Linked DNA regions of Mus musculus: regions 1 and 2 are each linked to region 3. Evidence: chromatin contacts called from public HiChIP or PLAC-seq data. All regions are on one chromosome and are shown on one strand. The core of a region is the stretch at or near the end of the contact, and the rest is flanking DNA. Distances in the headings are between cores, read along the strand shown.

Region 1 (3,553 bases), core at 185-2,684, 460 kb before region 3:
AGCCAGAGCCGGTCAGAAGGAAGTAGCTGAGGAACTGGGGACTTTTTGTAGAGTGACAGCTTTCTGTCCATAAAGAAAAAGTCTCTAAAGCCACCAATGTGAAAGTGACATACTTTAAAGTGTCCAAAGGAGGCCTCCAAAGCTACTGGAAGCCTGTGCTGTCCTTTCTCAGAGCCTATTTTCTGTTTTCCTCCCATTCTGCAGCACTGATCTGCGACACTCATTGGTACACTGGACAAATAATTCCCCCATCTTTATAGCCAGCATAAAGCTCACAGCTGTGGAGTCTTGGTAATCTTTGCTGTGATTAATTGCCAATTACAAACATTTGATGACTATTTAAAAACCTTCCTTAGATGACTTATGTAGCTGACATGTGTAGTTAGTTGAAAAACTGAGGCTATGAAGATGGGTGTCACAAAAAAAGCTGAAGTCAGTCAAAATGTCACACTTTTCTGATCTCTAATAGAGTATTTTGCGCTTTCAACACCTAAAACATACCTGTGCCTGAAGGTCCAACTCAGTTCCTGCCTCCTACCCAGTCAGTCCTTTTCCTGACAGTCCTCTCTGAGCCATCTCAGCAGCTGTAGTGGATTTGGATTTGCTATCAGATGTATCATTGATCCATGAACTTGTCACATCAAAGGTCAGGTCAGAGCAGAATGGCTGCGTTAGCCGCCCCCTCGCCCATTTCCTCAGCACCACCAGACGCATCCAAAGTTAACTTCAAGGTGGGCCACTTCAGTAATAGAGTTGTGAGCCGGTGGTTTGAAGTTTGTAAGTCACTGTTGTGTACCACCCACAGAAAGTGTGCAACCAGTGATGTGCCTTGTCATAGTCATTAGGAGATTAATTACTAGTGTATAAGGAGAGGGAAGGGAATCATTGGAATAGAGAAAAGAAAATACAAGGAGGAGGAAAAGAGATAGTTTGGAAAAGGCAAACCCAGATCCAGCCTTCTCATTCTGGGATAAGATGCATTTCCTGTTTTCATGACAAAACATGGAAAGACTCCTTCCAAATGCATTTCGTGAATGATTGCCGACCCATCTTGCTAATGCTTGCTCTTTAGGGAACTGCACAGAAATCATGCATTTCCAGTTTGAATTAGGAACTAACTGGAAAGGCAGTTGCTTTGTGAGAAACCAGTAAACGCAGAAGCCTCATAACACTGGAACATTGTGGCAGTGGGAAAAGGCAACTCAGAAGGAGGCTCACCTCTCCTGACTGGTCCTGCTCTCAATGACTGTGAGACTCTCACTCCACAGTCCCTGCTTCCCACTGGCAGCAGCTGAAGCAGCTCATTATGCATGTCTGTCACGTGGTCCACTCCATCACCCAAATCTAACTGGGAGAGTAAGTCACCCTAACAAGACCCTTCAGTACACTCTTAAAAACTACTTACAGATGGACTCTTCCTCTGTAGGGACACAAAGAGTTTCCTTGTGCTGTGCCACATGATACAGGAAATGCATTATCCCTGTCCCAATGCAGGCACATGAGGAGGAAGCCCATGAAAGGGCAGCAGCTCACAAAAGCCCACACAGCTTTAGGGGGAGTCCTCGGAGGGGCTCACAGGCCAGTTTATGATAAGGGCAGAGAAAATCCTGGCTCTGTGAAGCTCCATTCATTTCGAATGCTAATGTCCACACCGGGAAAGGGAACCACAGCAGCATTCAGCTTTGACACAAACACTGCTAATCCTTGTTAGTTAGATTGTCACCGACACCTGCCCCCACACCCCCAGCTTCGTGCTAGATCTCCATTTATCCTTACAGTTTGGGCCACTTTATATTCTGTTACTTGAAGGTGAGTTCTCCTTTTAGACCCTGGGATCTTGAAATGGGTTTCCATTAGCTTGAATGGACATTTCTGTAGAATTAATCTTTACAGGGTTAGATTTACCTGCCATTGTTAAATCTCCTGTCTCACACAGTGTGATCAAGCCATGGTTCATGCAGCTGTCCAGCTAATGCTGAGAATAGAACCTGTGTCCACTATTCTAGACACTGGGGATGCAGCAGGGAACAGAGTCCTATATTTATTTTTTGGTTTTGGTTTTTGGTTTTTCGAGACAGGGTTTCTCTGTGTAGCCCTGGCAGTTCTGGAACTCACTCTGTAGACCAGGCTGGCCTTGAACTCAGAAATTCGCCTGCCTCTGCCTCCCGAGTGCTGGGATTAAAGGCGTGCGCCACCAACGCCCGGCTGAGTCCTATATTTATATAGATAAAAATTTAAAGAGGAGAGACAGAAAACAGATAAATATGTTAGTCAGGGTACATTACACTGGTTGGTGGCAGTAAACACGCTTGTATCTCAGAGGTTGAAGCAAAAAAAAGTTTTAGTCCTCATCAAAGAGTGGTCACTGAAGGTCAGAAGGAGGGACTTTCCTCTGGGTCACTTCCACATGGCACCCAGGCCATCCAGAGAACCACCAGGGGGTAAGGCTAGTCTTAGGGAGAATATCAAATGATACACGGATTCTCAAAGCTTATAACTGATACATGGCATGTCTCTCATTTTCAGGGCCAAAAGAAGCCATAGGGTTACAGCCAGCTACAGAGGGCCAGAAAGTGTAGTCATACCACATGTTCAGGAAAGTGAGCCACTCTTGGCAGGCAGAGCTGCCCCAGATGCTGATGGCTGCTGTGAAGAAAATCAGGGTACAGGAGATGGTGTCTGTGAGGTTGCAGAGAGTCTGAAGAGAGTCCTCCCCTTGGGCAGAGGATCAGGTCCTGTAAAGGTCTGTGAGAGCCATCAGTCTGGCATGTTTGAGGGAAGGCAGGGGAATCCAGGGGCCAGAGTGCTGTGAGTAAGAAGGTAACTTCAGAATCTAGTCAGCGGGGTGGCTGGGTAGAACCTTCTAAAAGGTCGGCCGTGTAGATTTTTGTATGAGGTCCAAGTCTTTTAAATATTTCCCTTATAAGAGTACAACAAAGCAGAGGGTCACTGTTGCCTGAATTAAAGACTTAATCATACAAACTTAGTGGATTACAAAGAAGCAAGAACGCTTAAGTGAATATCACAATAATATTACTGCCGAGAGATAACAGCGTCACTAGTAGTTTGAACAATTCAGTATAGCTTTGAACAATGGGCACATTTTACATATCCTTTTACAAGAAATTATTTCTTTTAAAACAGCAGCTTTTTCCCCCCTAATTATAAGCCAATATCCTATGGCGAATGTTTGGGCAAACACTGAAAGCTCAACAGGAGGATCCAAGAATCCTCCGTAGGCCGTCGTCCGGGACTGCTGTTACCATTTCGGTATGTTCTGCAGTCTTCTCTGGACAGCGAACAGGTTCTGTCGGGCCAATCACAGCCTCTCTGTGCTTCAGACTCCTCATCAGTGCGATGCGAGGAAGTAGCAGCACCTACATGTAAGCGCCATATGAAGTGTAGGTGAGGTGAGGAACACACATTCCTCACACATCTAATACTGGACACAAAGTAAGTGTGTGAGATTGTGTGCTGCTTTGTGTATTTCTGAATAGTTATCACACTTTATACATTATTTTATTCTTTTTTAAAACATTGTATCACCAGTATT
Region 2 (3,140 bases), core at 254-2,753, 340 kb before region 3:
GAGATCCAGTGCAGGAGGGCTGAAGCAAGGTGAGCACTCAGCACAGGCTGGCCGACTGGGCCACAGCGACAACCATGGTGACATGTGGACAATGCTAAGTGCTACCCTCTGCTAGGCTAGCAACCCTGTAACTATAATGTCTCTGCAGGAGCTCCTCCCTTAGAGTTTCTGTCACTTTCAGAAGCCCAACTGAGTAGCTGAGTTACAAAATAAAACTAAGCAGTGTCCGTGGCTATGAGAACAGGTCTGGAATGGCCTCTCTGCTGCAGGCAGCTCTCTGGGCCATCAAGTCAACCTGCCAGGCTCCAATGGCTCTTCACGGCAGCACACAGACCCCTCACAACTGGCTCGGTCCCCTTTCTAAGGCCATCAAGGACGTCACCTCATCCATCGTCTCAGACCCTCCCTACAGTCTCTGCAGCTTTTCCGGGTGACAGGCAGGACGACACATCTTGTTCATCGTGAGCGAGCCTCTTGCTCTCCATGGTCTCATTTACTTGCCTTCTCCCTTGCCCATGGCCCCTGCAGGCAGCTGCAGTCATGGAAGGCATAGTAAATACACATACTCTGCTGGACCCAGTTCTCACTTAACTCCTCTGCTCTCTTCATGGGTCTCTCAATGAAGGGCTATCTTGTGTCCCCGATTCTGCCATATATATAATGAGAACTCAGGTCGGGGAGCACACACAGTCTGCCCATCTAAGTAACCTCCCCTCCATAAGCACGGCACAAACACTCTCCCGCAGTAACGCTCCGTGAGGGCAGGACTATTTAGTGGCTCATGGTTTTCCCTCCAGCTCGAATAGTACCTGCTCGGGGACAGGAACTCATCAGTGCCACCTGAGAGCTGAATGGCTCATTTGTGCTACTTCCCAAGGGAACAAATGCTAGGCCAGGCCACACAAAATGATGCTGAGTGAAGGCATCCACTCAGACTTGTAAACCTAGGTTATTTTCTTTGTGCTAAAACCCAACCTGACAAAACCCCGGTCTCCAAATACTTCCTCTTCTGAGCCCCCACACCCACCTCTTTGTCTTGGCCTCTGTGTGTGTGTGTGTGTGTGTGTGTGTGTGTGTGACCCAAGAACAAAAAGCATCTTTGTGTTACTGTAAGAGAAAGCTTCACGGAAATGCAAAACAACATTAACCTTTTCCTGTGATTGCTTTTAACACACCGGGTGTCTATAAACCTGGGGAGATCAGGAAGAAATTAGTTCAAAATATAGACAATAATAATTTTTAAAAAGTGCCTTCTCACTTTTAAAACCTGGAGACGGTATATTTTCATCCTTGAGAAGCAATTCAAAAGCACCCCTGCTGGGCCCCACCCCCTCCTGGGCAGCCCTTTCTTCTCTGCCAGTTGACTATTCCCAGAGTGTCTGCCCACTTGTGCATGCCGGAAGCAGCAGCCGCTGCAGCAGCCGCAGCCACAGCAGCAGCAGCAGCAGCAATAAAGAAGACGCACACACCCACACCTCCCAATGCTGGGCTGGGGCTTCAGAGCCTGGCACTTGTGAATCCTGCCTCAGTGCCAATCTTCCTCCCTTAGAGGTCTTGAGGCTGTACTAGCCTAGACAGAGGGGCTCTTTATGAACACTTCTCTGTTCTCTGATGATGACCAGAAACAATCAGACAAAATGAACAAAGGGATTACAAATTAATCGGCTCTCGCTGGCTCCTCTGACTGCAGAGATATGATTACAAGCCCAGGATTTGCAAGAGCCCTACATTCCTCATTAATCTCTACTATCGGTGCCATCACTGTGGGCCTTTTCTTTTCTCCCTTTTTAAGAGGCAGGGAATGAAGGGAGTGAGCCAGCTATGCTCTTTCTTTGCTCAGCAGTAACTGAAAAATATGTCCTTAACATTTCACAAAGCAGACCGTCCCTGCCCTGAAACCAGTAAAGTGTGGAGGCGAAATGGTGCGTGTCCTTTATGTCTCCGTCTGGCTAAGTTAATGAATTTAAGCATGGGCAACCTTAACCCACAGCTTCTTCACAGAGGGAGCATCTGACAGCCCAGAACAACTGCAGGCTCCCAGAGGCCCCCGCACCCTCATAATACACTCCATTTTGTGTATCTTGGCCATTCAGCCACAGGCAGAGAATGGGTTGGTCAGCCTAAACTGCCTTTCCTGCACCTCCGCCTGGGGCCATCTGGGGCTGGAGCCTCAGAGAGAACAGGACGGGCATCTTCCTGCCAGGCTTGCTCTGTGGGTCAGTGCTACGAGATCAAAAGGCAACAGGACCCTTTCTCCTTCCCTTTCCCAGACGTGTCTACAAGCTCCATTTGGGCACAGGCTCTGCCAGGGACATTTCTGCTGTGGGAGCCATGACACATGCACCTACTGAGACAGGACAAATTCCATGACCTGTGGGAACTGGAACATTTATACCAGCTGCTTAGCACATTGAATTTGGTGTACAGGTCACGGCAATTCTGAGTTCTGCATTCCCCTGGCTAAATACCTTGGCAGAAGGCTGAGCACAGGGCTTAGAAAGGCAGCTGGGCAAGACTCCTGTAAAATGAAGTTAAAATAGAACCCAACAGACAAACCGTTTCTCGGGTCTGTGTCCTTACCTGGGTATGGCACTCTTCCTTTGGTGACCAGCTCTGTGAGTAAGATTCCAAAAGACCATACGTCAGACTTGATTGTGAACCTTCCATACAGGGCCGCTTCGGGGGCTGTCCACTTAATGGGAAACTTCGCACCTGCAGAATGGAGACGCGGTTACTCACGAGCCGGAGATCCTACACTGGGGTGAAGAGGGAAGACGAAGTATTGGAAAGTCATCTGCAGGGGACAGGTTGGGGGACGAGAACAGGAAGAAGATGGTGAAGGAATAGCGGGTGTGGCGATGAATTATGCCCTGGGCCTGGCTCAGTGACTTTAAGCAAATAACTTTAAATCTTTCTTCAAAGAGTTGGACTTCAAAACTCTTGTATGTCAGTAAAGAGAAGAGCTAGCTAGCTTTCTGAACACGATTCCATGATCACACTGAATGGTATGTGCTTGGTCTGGAGTATGATTCCTGATTTGTGCATGTGTGTGTGTGTGTGTGTGATTTGAATAAGAATGGCCCCCAGAGGGTCCTGCATTTGAATGCTTAGTCAGCAGGCAGTGACACTACTTATAAAGA
Region 3 (3,140 bases), core at 556-3,055:
CCTCACTGGAAGAAGCGTGTTACTGGCAGGTGGGCTTTGAGAATTTCAAGACTTGCCCATTTCTAGTTTTTTCTCTCTGTTTCCTGCTTGTTTCTCAAGATGTGAGCCCTCAGCCTCCTACTCTTGATACCATGTAAAACTATCTTTTATTTGCCTGATGTAATTGTCGTCTTAGAGGTTTATTGCCTTTATCTGCTAACCTAGGCCTAGTCCTGGAAGTTTCTTGCCTCCATATAATCTAATCTAGATTAGGCCTAGAATGTTTTCAGCCTCTGAGACTTGCTGCTGAATAAACTCATCCTTTCCCAGTTCTTTCTGATCTCTGGCTAGCTGATTCAACTCAGCTGTTCTGGCTGAAACTCCTCTCCTGACTGACTGATTCAATCTGGCTTCTCTTGGCTTCTCCTGAATTGATCTGCTTTGCCTCATACTAATTTTGGCGATATGTTGTAATCTTCTGGCTCCTTCTCCTTCTTTGGCTCATTCTGTCTTCACTTATGTCTAGCTTGTTCTCTCTCTGCAGCCATCTCTGTACAACTGTCCTGGTAAAACTGGCCTCTCTCCTTTCCTTTCATTGCATTGCTTTATCTTAAGTAGCCTCTGTTTTGTTTTGTTTTTTCTCTGTTCTCATGAGAGTTGGGCATGTATTGTTCTGTCAAATCTTTCTCTGATTCATTACTTTGTCATCTGCTCAATTAGACATCACTTTCAAACATGAGTGCTTCCTTCTACAAACTAACTTAACCTTCATTGTTTGGAATTAAAGGTGTGTGCTAAGGCTGAGCCACACCACAACTAGAAACAGGTTTCTCCAGTAGACAACACAATCTCAGGGTTCCCAGTGTGATCAAATATCCTGCAACAACACCATGCCTTCACTTTGCCATCATGGAGTCTAGCCTTCTAGAATGGTAAGCTCAAATAAACTCATCTATAAGTTACCATGATGATGGTGTTTTATCCCAGCAATAGAAAAGTAAACAGTACAGTAACAAACATAAGGGCTGATCCAGGGCAGTCTAGTTTCAGAAATAGACAGATTCAGGTGTTCATTAGAGCACCTGGCATAACATAAGTTAGAGATGCTCACTCCCTGACTCAGTTGGCTTTGGTTTTCAGGTGGGCTGAGCTATGAATCCCCAGGCATTGGCAGCTCCAGGTTAGTTCCCATGATCTTATGACTGGTGAAAGGGGAACAGAGTCTAACAGCTCCATCTCATGACTTAGATCATGTGCCAAAGCTACCCCCATCTCCAGAGATGATGGTGTCTCACACAGTATAATGGGTTTGACTCTGTAGCATGAGGGTGAGAAAATGACAGAAAATTGAAAACCAGCAAAGGAAGGAAAATGGATGCTAAGCTGACTTACCATTATGGGGACCCCCTTTTAGCTCTCTCCCTACCCCCTTGAACTCCCCTCTAAGGAGGCCTAGCAACCTCCCCTAGGGCCAGTGTTCTGCTGCCCACTGAATTCCCAACTCAAGACAGATTGTGTCTTTTACAAGTAAAACAATGGGGTGGCTTCTTGAGGGATTTTAAGGAAAAACATCCTCTCCCACTCCCTGCTTGAATTTAATCTTTTATATTTCCACCAGAAATAATTTCTAGTGTTCTTTCATTTGCAAATAAGGGCTGGTGTTGTTTTTTACCACATGTATTATTCAATTCATGGTAAGCCTCCCTCCCCTCCTGGATCAGCCTGTGGGTGTGTGTCCTTGAATTTAAATGAGAATATATCTGGATGGTCAAAAAGAGTCCATTAGGAAGTCTGGGAGGCCAGCAGCCTGGCTTTGTGCTGGTGGGGGAGGCAGGGAGCCTGCTAAGCCTGCTTGTAACAGTATGACCTACAGTGGAACACTGGACCCGTGGGCTCTAAGATTATCAAAGACCTGGCTCCAGATGCATGGGGCACGTTTCACAGATGGATTCCAGCTCTTTTACAGCCAACGTTCTGCCCTGCTGAGTTCCTAGAATTTATACTGCCAACGACATGGAGTGGCGGATTAGTTTGTGTCTCACAACCCGTTCCTGATTATGATTTATCATTCTCCTGAAAAGAGAAAACAGTGCTCGAGAAAGGAGCCAAGTGTGAGTTCTCCTGCTCCTAGTTGGGTATAGGTGTTCTGAGCTGTTGGTTGGAATTATAGGTGCAGCTTGAAAAACAAAAAAGAAAAAAAAAATAACAACAAAAGCAATGCATTTCCACATGTAGCCAGGGATGGATGTAATAGCTCTCCCTTCCAATGGGCTCTGTCCCCATAGCAACGGGAACACTGCAGATAGAAGCTGGAAGACAAATATCCCAGGGCCCTTTGGCTCACTCTGTGGACCCTGGGCTTGGTTTTGTCCATCCTGGCTCAGAGATTTTGTTGGCTGACTCAGCAGCTAATGTCCCTGGCCTTTTGGAGCTAGCTCCATCTTGATAAGCCCCAGAATGCCGCTCGTAAGTGTTCTCTGATGTGTTAAGGAGATTTGATTGAAACTGGATGCTTTTTCAAAGAATGGCTAAGTTGGAAACCTTTCTTAGGAATTCCTAAAACATAATTTTTTTTAAAAGGAAAATCTCCTTAAAGTTTTCTTCCTCTTTCCTTCCTTGAATACTAAATGCTATTAATTAAACACGAGGCAGGGCAGCAGTCATCCTGGAGAGAACACAGGGAGAGAGATGCGCTCACTGCCCTGTGCATGTGATGACTATACCAGTCTCATAAACGTGAAGCAATGCCAGGCAATAATTGTTCCTTTTGTGACTCTTACTCAAGAAAACATTTCAACATCAAATAAGTCCTCAGAGCATTGCGCAGCACTCATGAGATTAGACAAGTTGTCCCTGTAACTGCCAACACCTGGCTGCATTTGAGATGACTCTGGGAATGTGATTCCATTCCCTATGCCCACCTCTTCTGTCTCTATGTCTCTGCCTCTCTGTACCTGTCTCTCTGTCTCTATGTCTCTGCCTCTCTGTGCCTGTCTCTCTGTCTCTGTGTCTGTCTCTTCCTCTGTGTCTGTCTCTCTGTCTCTGTGTCTGTCTCTGTCTCTCTCTGGCCCATCTTTCTTTATCAGGTTTTTGCACAGCATCTCTTCAATATCTAGTTCATGATGAATTTTATTCTTGGGGAGATGAGGGTGAAGGAAGGT

The links. HiChIP or PLAC-seq counts read pairs in DNA pulled down with a chosen protein or histone mark.
Region 1: an H3K4me3 HiChIP or PLAC-seq map of embryonic basal ganglia shows a contact between it and region 3, with 3 times the contacts expected there. The contact joins two enhancer-like sites. A contact is called at or near these places in 1 of 15 datasets of contacts at CTCF or cohesin (the NIH/3T3 cell line) and 3 of 115 datasets of contacts at active chromatin or transcription factors (T-cell acute lymphoblastic leukemia, embryonic basal ganglia and large pre-B cells).
Region 2: a contact with region 3 is called in an H3K4me3 HiChIP or PLAC-seq map of embryonic basal ganglia, with 4 times the contacts expected there. The contact joins two enhancer-like sites. A contact is called at or near these places in 1 of 484 Hi-C or Micro-C datasets (bone marrow-derived macrophages), 5 of 115 datasets of contacts at active chromatin or transcription factors (T-cell acute lymphoblastic leukemia, acute myeloid leukemia, embryonic basal ganglia and 2 more) and 1 of 9 other capture datasets (embryonic stem cells).

The regions. Positions count from the first base shown.
Region 1 is chr10:39,670,657-39,674,209 of GRCm38.p6, reverse strand. All of the region lies in intron 2 of E130307A14Rik (RIKEN cDNA E130307A14 gene), which reads left to right. Among named protein-coding and RNA genes, the nearest start is that of Gm16364, 59 kb to the right of the region's middle. Within about 2 kb of position 1,434, at least 83 of the 459 cell types and tissues checked have an H3K27ac peak or open chromatin away from gene starts, as enhancers often do. A contact at or near this core is called in embryonic basal ganglia, where this site is marked.
Region 2 is chr10:39,550,959-39,554,098 of GRCm38.p6, reverse strand. Fyn (Fyn proto-oncogene) reads right to left here. Exons shown (of 14, transcript NM_001122893.1): 13 at 2,581-2,712. Among named protein-coding and RNA genes, the nearest start is that of Gm40627, 38 kb to the left of the region's middle. Within about 2 kb of position 1,503, at least 79 of the 459 cell types and tissues checked have an H3K27ac peak or open chromatin away from gene starts, as enhancers often do. A contact at or near this core is called in embryonic basal ganglia, where this site is marked.
Region 3 is chr10:39,208,541-39,211,680 of GRCm38.p6, reverse strand. No RefSeq gene overlaps it. Among named protein-coding and RNA genes, the nearest start is that of Gm31562, 35 kb to the left of the region's middle. Within about 2 kb of position 1,805, at least 67 of the 459 cell types and tissues checked have an H3K27ac peak or open chromatin away from gene starts, as enhancers often do. A contact at or near this core is called in embryonic basal ganglia, where this site is marked.